Linked DNA regions of Mus musculus: region 2 is linked to region 1. A link is a contact called in public Hi-C data. All regions are on one chromosome and are shown on one strand. The core of a region is the stretch at or near the end of the contact, and the rest is flanking DNA. Distances in the headings are between cores, read along the strand shown. Region 1 overlaps Slc35f2 (solute carrier family 35, member F2). Region 2 overlaps Acat1 (acetyl-Coenzyme A acetyltransferase 1).

The links. Hi-C and Micro-C count contacts between places; a contact is called where the count stands out from the background.
Region 2: a Hi-C map of CD8 T cells shows a contact between it and region 1, with 2.7 times the contacts expected there. The contact joins two enhancer-like sites. A contact is called at or near these places in 11 of 484 Hi-C or Micro-C datasets (the BV-2 cell line, CD4 T cells, CD8 T cells and 6 more), 1 of 115 datasets of contacts at active chromatin or transcription factors (bone marrow-derived dendritic cells) and 2 of 9 other capture datasets (adipose tissue and liver).

The regions. Positions count from the first base shown.
Region 1 is chr9:53,803,779-53,808,504 of GRCm38.p6, forward strand. It overlaps Slc35f2 (solute carrier family 35, member F2), which reads left to right. Exons shown (of 8, transcript NM_028060.3): 4 at 2,840-2,999; 5 at 4,268-4,424. Among named protein-coding and RNA genes, the nearest start is that of Slc35f2, 35 kb to the left of the region's middle. Within about 2 kb of position 3,078, at least 40 of the 459 cell types and tissues checked have an H3K27ac peak or open chromatin away from gene starts, as enhancers often do. A contact at or near this core is called in CD8 T cells, where this site is marked.
Region 2 is chr9:53,602,203-53,606,930 of GRCm38.p6, forward strand. The region is part of intron 1 of Acat1 (acetyl-Coenzyme A acetyltransferase 1); the gene reads right to left. Among named protein-coding and RNA genes, the nearest start is that of Acat1, 5.8 kb to the right of the region's middle. Within about 2 kb of position 1,374, at least 115 of the 459 cell types and tissues checked have an H3K27ac peak or open chromatin away from gene starts, as enhancers often do. A contact at or near this core is called in CD8 T cells, where this site is marked.

The DNA.
Region 1 (4,726 bases), core at 1,828-4,327:
CAGGGTTCTAAAAGGTAGATTAGCTTTGACCGTGTTAAGCCGTTATGGCTAGACTCAACTGGTGTCTTCCAGGCATTGCTTAGTGGTTTGATGTTCAGTTGTGCTCAAGGAAACTCAGGGAGACTAAAGAGTAAGAAATATGGCAGGACCATGACTACTGGTGGTTTGCTGGCCTCCATTGATGAACACAAGCAATAAACTGTTCTAGCTGTGCGCACACGCGCACACACACACACAGAGACAATGTCAAATTAAGAACTGAGAACCTTTTTTTTTTTTCCATTTTTATTAGGTATTTAGTTCATTTACATTTCCAATGCTATACCAAAAGTCCCCCATACCCACCCACCTCCAATCCCCTACCCACCCACTCCCCCTTTTTGGCCCTGGAATTCCCCTGTACTGGGGCATATAAAGTTTGCGAGTCCAATGGGCCTCTCTTTCCAGTGATGGCCGACTAGGCCATCTTTTGATACATATGCAGCTAGAGTCAAGAGCTCCGGGGTACTGGTTAGTTCATAATGTTGTTCCACCTATAGGGTTGCAGATCCCTTTAGATCCTTGGGTACTTTCTCTAGCTCCTCCATTGGGAGCCCTGTGATCCATCCATTAGCTGACTGTGAACATCCACTTCTGTGTTTGCTAGGCCCCGGCATAGTCTCACAAGAGACAGCTACATCTGGGTCCTTTCGATAAAATCTTGCTAGTGTATGCAATGGTGTCAGCGTTTGGAGGCTGATTATGGGATGGATCCCTGGATATGGCAGTCTCTACATGGTCCATCCTTTCGTCTCAGCTCCAAACTTTGTCTCTGTAACTCTTTCCATGGGTGTTTTGTTCCCACTTCTAAGGAGGGGCATAGTGTCCACACTTCAGTCTTCATTCTTCTTGAGTTTCATGTGTTTAGCAAATTGTATCTTATATCTTGGGTATCCTAGGTTTTGGGCTAATATCCACTTATCACTGAGTACATATTGTGTGAGTTCCTTTGTGAATGTGTTACCTCACTCAGGATGATGCCCTCCAGGTCCATCCATTTGCCTAGGAATTTCATAAATTCATTCTTTTTAATAGCTGAATAGTATTCCATTGTGTAGATGTACCACATTTTCTGTATCCATTCCTCTGTTGAGGGGCATCTGGGTTCTTTCCAGCTTCTGGCTATTATAAATAAGGCTGCTATGAACATAGTGGAGCATGTGTCCTTCTTACCAGTTGGGGCATCTTCTGGACATATGCCCAGGAGAGGTATTGCGGGATCCTCTGGTAATACTATGTCCAATTTTCTGAGGAACCACCAGACTGATTTCCAGAGTGGTTGTACAAGCCTGCAATCCCACCAACAATGGAGGAGTGTTCCTCTTTCTCCACATCCTTGCCAGCATCTGCTGTCACCTGAATTTTTGATCTTAGCCATCCTGACTGGAGTGAAGTGGAATCTCAGGGTTGTTTTGATTTGCATTTCCCTGATGATTAAGGATGTTGAACATTTTTTCAGGTGCTTCTCTGCCATTCGGTATTCCTCAGGTGAGAATTCTTTGTTCAGAAGAGCTGAGAACCTTAATTCACTCTTTTTTCCTATCTTGCCATCGATTTTGAATTTGCTATAGTTTGAATACTCATTGTCCCCGTTTGATAAGAAGAGCAGTTAAAGGGGTTACAGCAAGTATCTTATGGACCCCAAATGATGGAGAAACATATGCTAAAAATGAACAGGAGTCTGTGCTGGGATCAAGCATGTCTCACATGGTAGAACTGACCTCTCTGTCAGGGAGATGGTTTCTGTTCGTTGCCTCACTGTAACCTGTACTTGGTAATACTTTGCTCAGTTACAATTGAATATTGGACTTTGTGATGTCTAATTTCGTGTCTGTCCAGTTTAGTCTGTGCTCCTCAGGATAGGGCTTCTACCTTGTTCAATTTTATATTCCAACTCCTCTTATGATGTGCCCCACATCACCCCCATGGCCCGGTGCTTGCCAGACAAGTGCTTTGTACTTGAACTGAACACCCAAACCCTCTTACAGAGTCCTGGACACTGGTCATGCTTACTAAATGTCTGTTGGTGGAGTAAATGGATGTACTGGAAGGAAACTCTGCCTTCCGAGTTTAAAGATAAACAGAGGGGAAAGCAGAGGCTCCTGGGTAGGATGAACAGATTCAGCCTTTGGGTGTTTTCTGTTTCGAGGAAGGTTTGGTGTATGTCAGGCTGGTCTAGAATTTGCTATGTAGCCAAAGATGACCTTGATCTGCTCTTCCTCCTGCCTCTAAAGTACTGTTTTATATGGCACTGGAGATCAAACCCAGGGCCTTGTGCCCGCTAGGCAAACACTCTATTAATTGAGCTGCATCCCCAGCCTGACTTCTTTTTTTTTTTTTTTTTTTTTGGCGGCAGGGGAGGGGGTATTTATTTATTTACTTTTATTTTATATATATGAGTACACTGTTGCTGTCTTCAGACACATCAGAAGAGGGCATCAAATCCCATTAGAGATGATTGTGAGCCACCATGTGGTTGCTGGGAATTGAACTCAGGACCTCTGGAAGAGCAGTCAGTGCTCTTAACCATTTTTTCTCCAGCCTCCACCCCCCACCCCCCACCCCCCACCTCGAGCCTGACTTTTAACCATATAATTTGGGGCAACTAATCTTTCTTTAGCCTTTGGGGTTTTGTATGCACATCTAAAACAGGTTTGCAGTCCCAAATCTCACAGAGGGACTGCAGCTCTGGTAAGTGCTTGCGTTCAGGGTCAGCAATAACAAATGTTCCCTAAGTGCTTTCTCTTGTTAATTATGCTGCTGAAGTGGTTGAGGCTGCGTGCTTTTCTTTTCCCTGCAGCTCTTGGATTGCTTTGGGATTCCTGTGTTGATGGCTCTCTCCTGGTTTATTCTCCGGGCAAGATACAAAGTGATCCACTTCATTGCTGTGTTTGTCTGTCTGCTGGGTGTAGGGACCATGGTTGGTGCAGACATATTAGCTGGGCGAGAAGATAATTCAGGTGAGACTGTATCACTTACACCTGTTAGTCTGGCAGAGTTACACTGACTGAAGTGGGTGATAGAGGAACTCAGCAGGAGTCCGTGCTGTGAACTAGTGCGGGGGAGCAGGCTTGCTGGGCTGGCCCCTCCTCAGTGAGGTGTGCTGGCTTCCTCAGCACTTCCTGTAGCACTTTCTCATTTGCTGCTAAACATTTGGTGGTTGTTTTCTTGTTTAGCTGCCTTTCCCCATTTAAACGTGTTTAAAATTTTGTTTTGAATATATTTGTAGAAATCATCTTTCTCTTAAATCACTTTGGATGTGTTTTTCCAAAACCCTCTGTTGTTGAGCTAGCTCTCTTTTCTCCCCTTTATGGCATTCTTTTGTTTCTTTTTCTTCCTCCCCTTTTCTTTGTTTCTTCTCTCTTTCCTTCCCTCTTCCTTCCTTTCTTTCCATCCTTTCCTCTCCCTACCTTTCTTTTCTTGAACTCAAAAATTCAAAACCCTCCTTCCTCAGCTCCCACCCCACCCCACCCCCACCCCCACCCCCACCCCCACGGCAGTGGGAGGACATCCTACTCAGCACCACTCTCAGGTGGTAGTGTTTCATTTCCATCAAAAAAGAGACCTGGCTGTTTGTTTTGATCTGAGTGTTTTAGTATATTTCTCTCTCTCTCTCTCTCTTTCTTTCCTCCCTCCCTCCCTCCTTCCTTCCTTCCTTCCTTCCTTCCTTCCTTCCTTCCTTCCTTCTTCCTCCCTCCCTCCCTCTCTTCCTTTTTCCTTTTCTTTTTCTTTTCTTCTTTTGAGACAGGATTTTTTCTTCTTTTTTTTTTTTTTTCTGTGTATCCCTGGCTGTCTTGGGTTAAAGGTGGGTGCCACTACTGCCTGGTTGGAATATTTCAGTTCACAATATAGATGCTAAACCAGGTCTGAATTTACCAGATCTCCAAGATAACCTTAGTATCTCCTTGGATCAAAATAAAACCATTTCTTTCACCTAGCATCCTTTCCCGAAGTTCTAACAAATTCCCTGCACTACAGTCTGTGAACTTGTCCTGTCTTTAAATGGCTTTCTTTCAGGATGCTACACAGTACCATCTTCCACTCTGTTGGTCTCCCAGGGAGTAAAAATGTGAAAACGGTGTCAGTGTTGTGCCAGACAGTAAGGGTGAGAGCCTTTAGACTTACAGAAGCTAGGATTCAATAAAGTTTTACTCAAATGATCAGTGTTTGCTAACTCCTGGCTCACCCATTGACAACACATTTCTTTTTGTGCCTTGCTGCCCTGTAGGGAGTGATGTTCTTATTGGTGACATCTTAGTCCTGCTTGGGGCTTCCCTGTATGCTGTGTCTAACGTGTGTGAAGAATACATCGTGAAGAAGCTGAGCAGACAGGAATTTTTAGGAATGGTGGGACTATTTGGAACAATCATCAGCGGCATACAGCTGTAAGAATTTAAAACTTTTCATGAAAACGAAAGGAAGAAGGGGAGAAGGGGGCAGAGGGCAGGACAATCAGGGATGGGGAGTGACTTACAACAAAGTGTAATGACTTATACTTGAAGGGTCGGCAAAATGCCCCAGGAGGTGAGGATGCTTGCTGTCTAGCCTGAGGACCTGGCTTCAATCCCTAGGACCAACATGACACCAACGTGACAGAGAAGAAAATGTAAATGGTCCTCTCCCCTCCGGGGCACACTGTGAACATGTGTGTATGGGACCTTGCACATGTTTTTTTCTCTTTTGGTTT
Region 2 (4,728 bases), core at 124-2,623, 200 kb before region 1:
CATTTTGAAGAGGTCTTTAGTCCTTGCTGTGTCACAGGAGAAATGACCAAAATGCATAAAATTATTCGATCCTATTTTTGTTCAGCCAAACCCTTGAGGCCCTGCAGGGATTGAGCTCCCGTGCCCTGGGCTTACCCCCCAGCAGCAATGCATGCTTGTCGAGAAGCGAGGGGATCACTTGGACATATTCCTTAGGGTTCCGTAAGGACAACAAGACCTCTACCATAAGCAAGCTGCCCCTGGGGTTCAACGGAGAGTGGTCCCTTGGTCTGAGCAGTGGTCTTCAAACTTCAGGGCTCCCCTGAAAAGCGTGCTCCTGTTCTATCATCCGTCTGTTGAAATCTTATATTAACACAATACTTGATACCAGTTGCTATTAAACTAGCCTGTGTTTATTCCGACTGAAATGAAACAGCTACTATATCTATACTTTTAAAAGTATTGTTTTAGACAGGGTCTTACTATGTATATGTAGCCAAGGCAAGACTTGAAATCAAGTTCCCCCAATACCAAACCCAACCCATATCTGCATTTCTTTTTTTTTTTTTTTAAGATTTATTTATTTATTTAAAGTACACTGTAGCTGTCCTCAGACACTCCAGAAGAGGGAGTCAGATCTCTTTATGGATGGTTGTGAGCCACCATGTGGTTGCTGGGACTTGAACTCTGGACCTTCGGAAGAGCAGTCGGGTGCTCTTACCCACTGAGCCATCTCACCAGCCCCATATCTGCATTTCTTAAAGACTGTCATTAAGCTGGGCAGTGGTGGCGCACACCTTTAATCCCAGTACTCGGGAGGCAGAGGCAGGTGGATTTCTGAGTTCGAGGCCAGCCTGGTCTACAGAGTGAGTTTCAGGACAGCCAGGGCTACACAGAGAAACCCTGTCTTGAAAAGAAAAAAAGACATTAAATTAAGAAGATACACATTGTTCTTACTCTCCTGAGCTTCAGACAGTGCACTCAGCCATGACCATAAACACATCTAAGGCCCAAGTGCATGTGTTCAATGGCTGTGCTCCCCAACCATGCCTTCTACATCGATAAAAGCCATGCTACTGTTTATACATAAGCTGCTTGTCTACTCTCACACTGTCTGCAATAGAACTCTGAATAAAAATTCTGACATGATAAATATGCCAGTCCTTGCTACCATAAGACAACTCCATAAGACAGCTCTAGAGTTGGTGGCACCAAGAATAGACTAGACTTAACCTGGTTGGCACCCTGAGAGCCTGGGTCAGTTGACAATGGGTACTTCAGCTGAATCATGATGGGGCGGGGGAGCCAGAGAGAGAAGCCACAAATTAGTAGAGAATGAAATGTATAGCAAAAACATACTCAAGAAACAGGAAGTGGCACACTGCCAGAGCCAGGAGAGTCCTTGGTGAGTCATTTTCTACTTAGGGCCTAGCAAGGCCAGCTGTGCCTATTTCCTGTCTATGAATATCCAAGAATTTGTCTTACATCTCTTCACACATTTCCCTTTCTGAATGGATGGTGTAGCTTAGTGGCAGTGTGTGTGCTTAGTATATCCAAGTCCCTGGGTCTAATCCCAGTACTACCCCAGAATAATTCCCATAGCTGCTGTAAAGCAGGGCTGTGTCCCACTGTGTCCCAGCAGTCTTGCAGATGTCAGGCTCATTGTCACTGAAGGGTCCCTGTGTGTCCACTGTGGCTCTCATGCCATATACACACTCTCCTATCTCCTTTCTCTCTTCCTTCTAGATCTTTCCATAAGCACATAAATGCTCTTCAACAACTCTAGCCTAGAACATGTAACTGAACACACAGCCCACATGCAGTGAACTCTGACATCTCCCATGCCTGCAATGTCTCCTTGTTCTTGCTTCCTGTTATCTTTGCCACTTTATCACTGTTGGCTCTGAACAAGGTCAATACTGTCTGGAACAAAAGCAAATAAACGATTCAGAAATTGCATGGTAGTCTGGATACCTGTGAGATCCAGACTACTATGGTTATCAATGCTGGGATAAGAAATTTATTGCCTGCACATGAGAGAAGCCCGGTATTATAGGTGGTTGCCCGTATGCACATGCAAAGCTATTTTTTATGAAACATACTCATATATAGTAATAGGTATGGATTTTTATCCAGATATGTATGTGGCTCTAATCACCATCCTGGGTATGTAACAGAAAACAATGGTATACCTTTATGGAATCGAACAGATATGCTAGTACTATCAGTATCAATACTTTTAAAAGATATATTTATCAATCGTCCATCCACCCATCCATACCATCATCCTGCCCCCCAGCGATGGGCAAAATGCATGGTGGTGCTGTTCTTGTATCAGTCAGGGCAGAGCAGATGGCGGTCCTTTGTGCATCCTAGCTCAATGCCTGGCTTGGTGGGCAAAGCTGTCTTATATCTAGGACTCATAAAAATCAAACCAAATCAAATCAAATCCAGGCAGCACAGACAGAGACCTACAGACTACCATGACACCCACAGACCTGCCCTCCAGCACATGGCCACAGACACCAGCTCGTTTCCACACCACACAGAATGGATGAAGGATGTCACCCAGGGGCCTGCCAGCCTTGTGGGCATCCTGCAGTGGGAACCAACATAATGTGTAAGTGTGTGGTAGTCAGATGGGAAGAGAAACAGAAGTGGAGCAGCTTGAGCATCACAAAGAGAGATGGGACAGCAAAGTCGAGTGTGGAGAGGAGTAGCCTGCTGTGAGTGGCCAGCCCTGCCAACTGGGGCCATGGTGAGGTCCCAGCCCAGCCCAAGTTGCTTCTGAGAGACATGTCTGAGTCTGTGGCTAGGCAGGGTTGGTATCGATGTCCATGACTCAGATTATCACTAGAGAACATGGGCTGTCCTGGTTGGGACAGTTGCCAGGGACCCTGTGAATGTCCATGGGCTGGGCATAACTGGCCCTGCCCCTCACTGGATGCTGTACTCTGGAGAACCCACCCCATCTCTCACCAGCAGCGCACTCAGGAGAGTGGGCCCTGCACCTCGCCCTGGCTGCACAATGGACCCGGCCCTGGTGTCCGGGGTGTGGGTGAGCTGGACCCAAGGGCATGAGAGCAAGAGAGCTGATCTTGCCTCCTGCTGATGGTGGCACTGGGTGGCCTATCCAGACCAGTGCTAAAGAGCTTGCCTTGGTGTGCAGATAAGGGAGAGCCGACGAGCTGACCAGCTCTGCTACCACACATGCCCAGATCCAGGGCTCTGAGTTGGTCCACCCCAAAACATATATCATTTGCTAAAGGTTGGGACATGTGAAAGGGCCAGTCCTGCATTTCCAACAAAGCTGCAGGATCTCCATGACACAGGGCAACAACAGACAGAAGCCAGAGATCTCAAACCAGATCAATGATTTCAAAACAAATTATGTAGGCTAACTTCACTGGGGTGTTTTGTTTTGTTTTGTTTTGTTTGTTTGTGACAGGATCTCACAGACAAATCCCAACACCAAAAACCTGAAGAGTAAATGACAAGATATTGTTTACTTATCTCAGTGAGGGTAGCAAGTGCTAAACATGTGTGAGAACAAAGTCTGATGTTTACTAACAAGGCTGAAAAAACCATATTCCCAGTAACACTTTAAGAAAGCAGCAAACAAGAAGCCCGGAGTAGCTGCAGCCTATCTATCTTACATGGTCAAAAAAGCCTCTCTGGGCTGGCCATGGGGCTGAAAAGCAGAGTCAGCCTTAGGGAGAACTAGGCGTCTGAGGCACAGGGAATGGCCAGCCTATTGTAACAAGAGAGGACAAGGCAGGGAGGGCTGAGAGTAGAGCTCAGTAGGGGAATGCTTGCTGAGGCTCTGATGTCACTTCTGGGTGTCTTAGGGTTTCTGTTGCTGCAATGAAACATCATGACCAAAAAGTAAGTTGAGGAAGAAACAGTTTACTGGGCTTACACTTCTGCACTGCTGTTCATCACCCAAGGAAGTCAGGACAGAAACTCACACAGGGTAGGAACCTGGAGGCAAGAGCTGATGCACAGGCCATGGAGGGGTGCTGCTTACTGGCTTGCTCCCCCAGGCTTCCCAGCCTGCTTTCTTATAGAACCCAGGACCACCAGCCCAAGGATGGCACCACCCATAAGGGGCTGGACCCTCTCCATCAATTGGTAATTGAGAAAATATCTCATGAAGGAATTTTCTCACCCAAGGCTCCTTTCTCTTTGATGACTTCAGCTTGTGTCAGGTTGACACAAAACCAGCCAGTATGCTGGGGGGAAAAAGTGACAAGCAGAAGTAGGCAAGCCCATGACCTGAGGCTGCAGACATGGGAAGATCTGGATTCTGCCCATGCAATCCCCAGCTACTTTCCTAAGAAAGCTCTCGCCACAGCATAAAGAGCTGAATGTAGCAGGCAAGAATAGAAGGTGGGGGGTGGGGGCTGGCAATGGTGAGTATGGCTACTTTTAGGAGGTCCAGGGGGGTAGACACAGGTCCTGGAATACCTTAAAGTCAGGAGTGCCCACGGCTACTGCTGGTCTCCTTTCACCAACAGGCATCTTAAAGCCCTGCAGACCCAGCATCTGAAGTCACGAAGCCAGGGAAGGGGGAGGGCTGTCAAGTCCTCTAGGGCCTCTAATCTCTACCTTTATTGGCGCACGCCTTTAATCCCAGCACTTGGGAGGCAGAGGTAGGCGGATTTCTGAGTTCGAGGCTAGCCTGGTCTACAAAGTGAGTTCCAGGAGAGCCAGGGCTACACAGAGAAACCCTGTCTTGAACCACCCCCC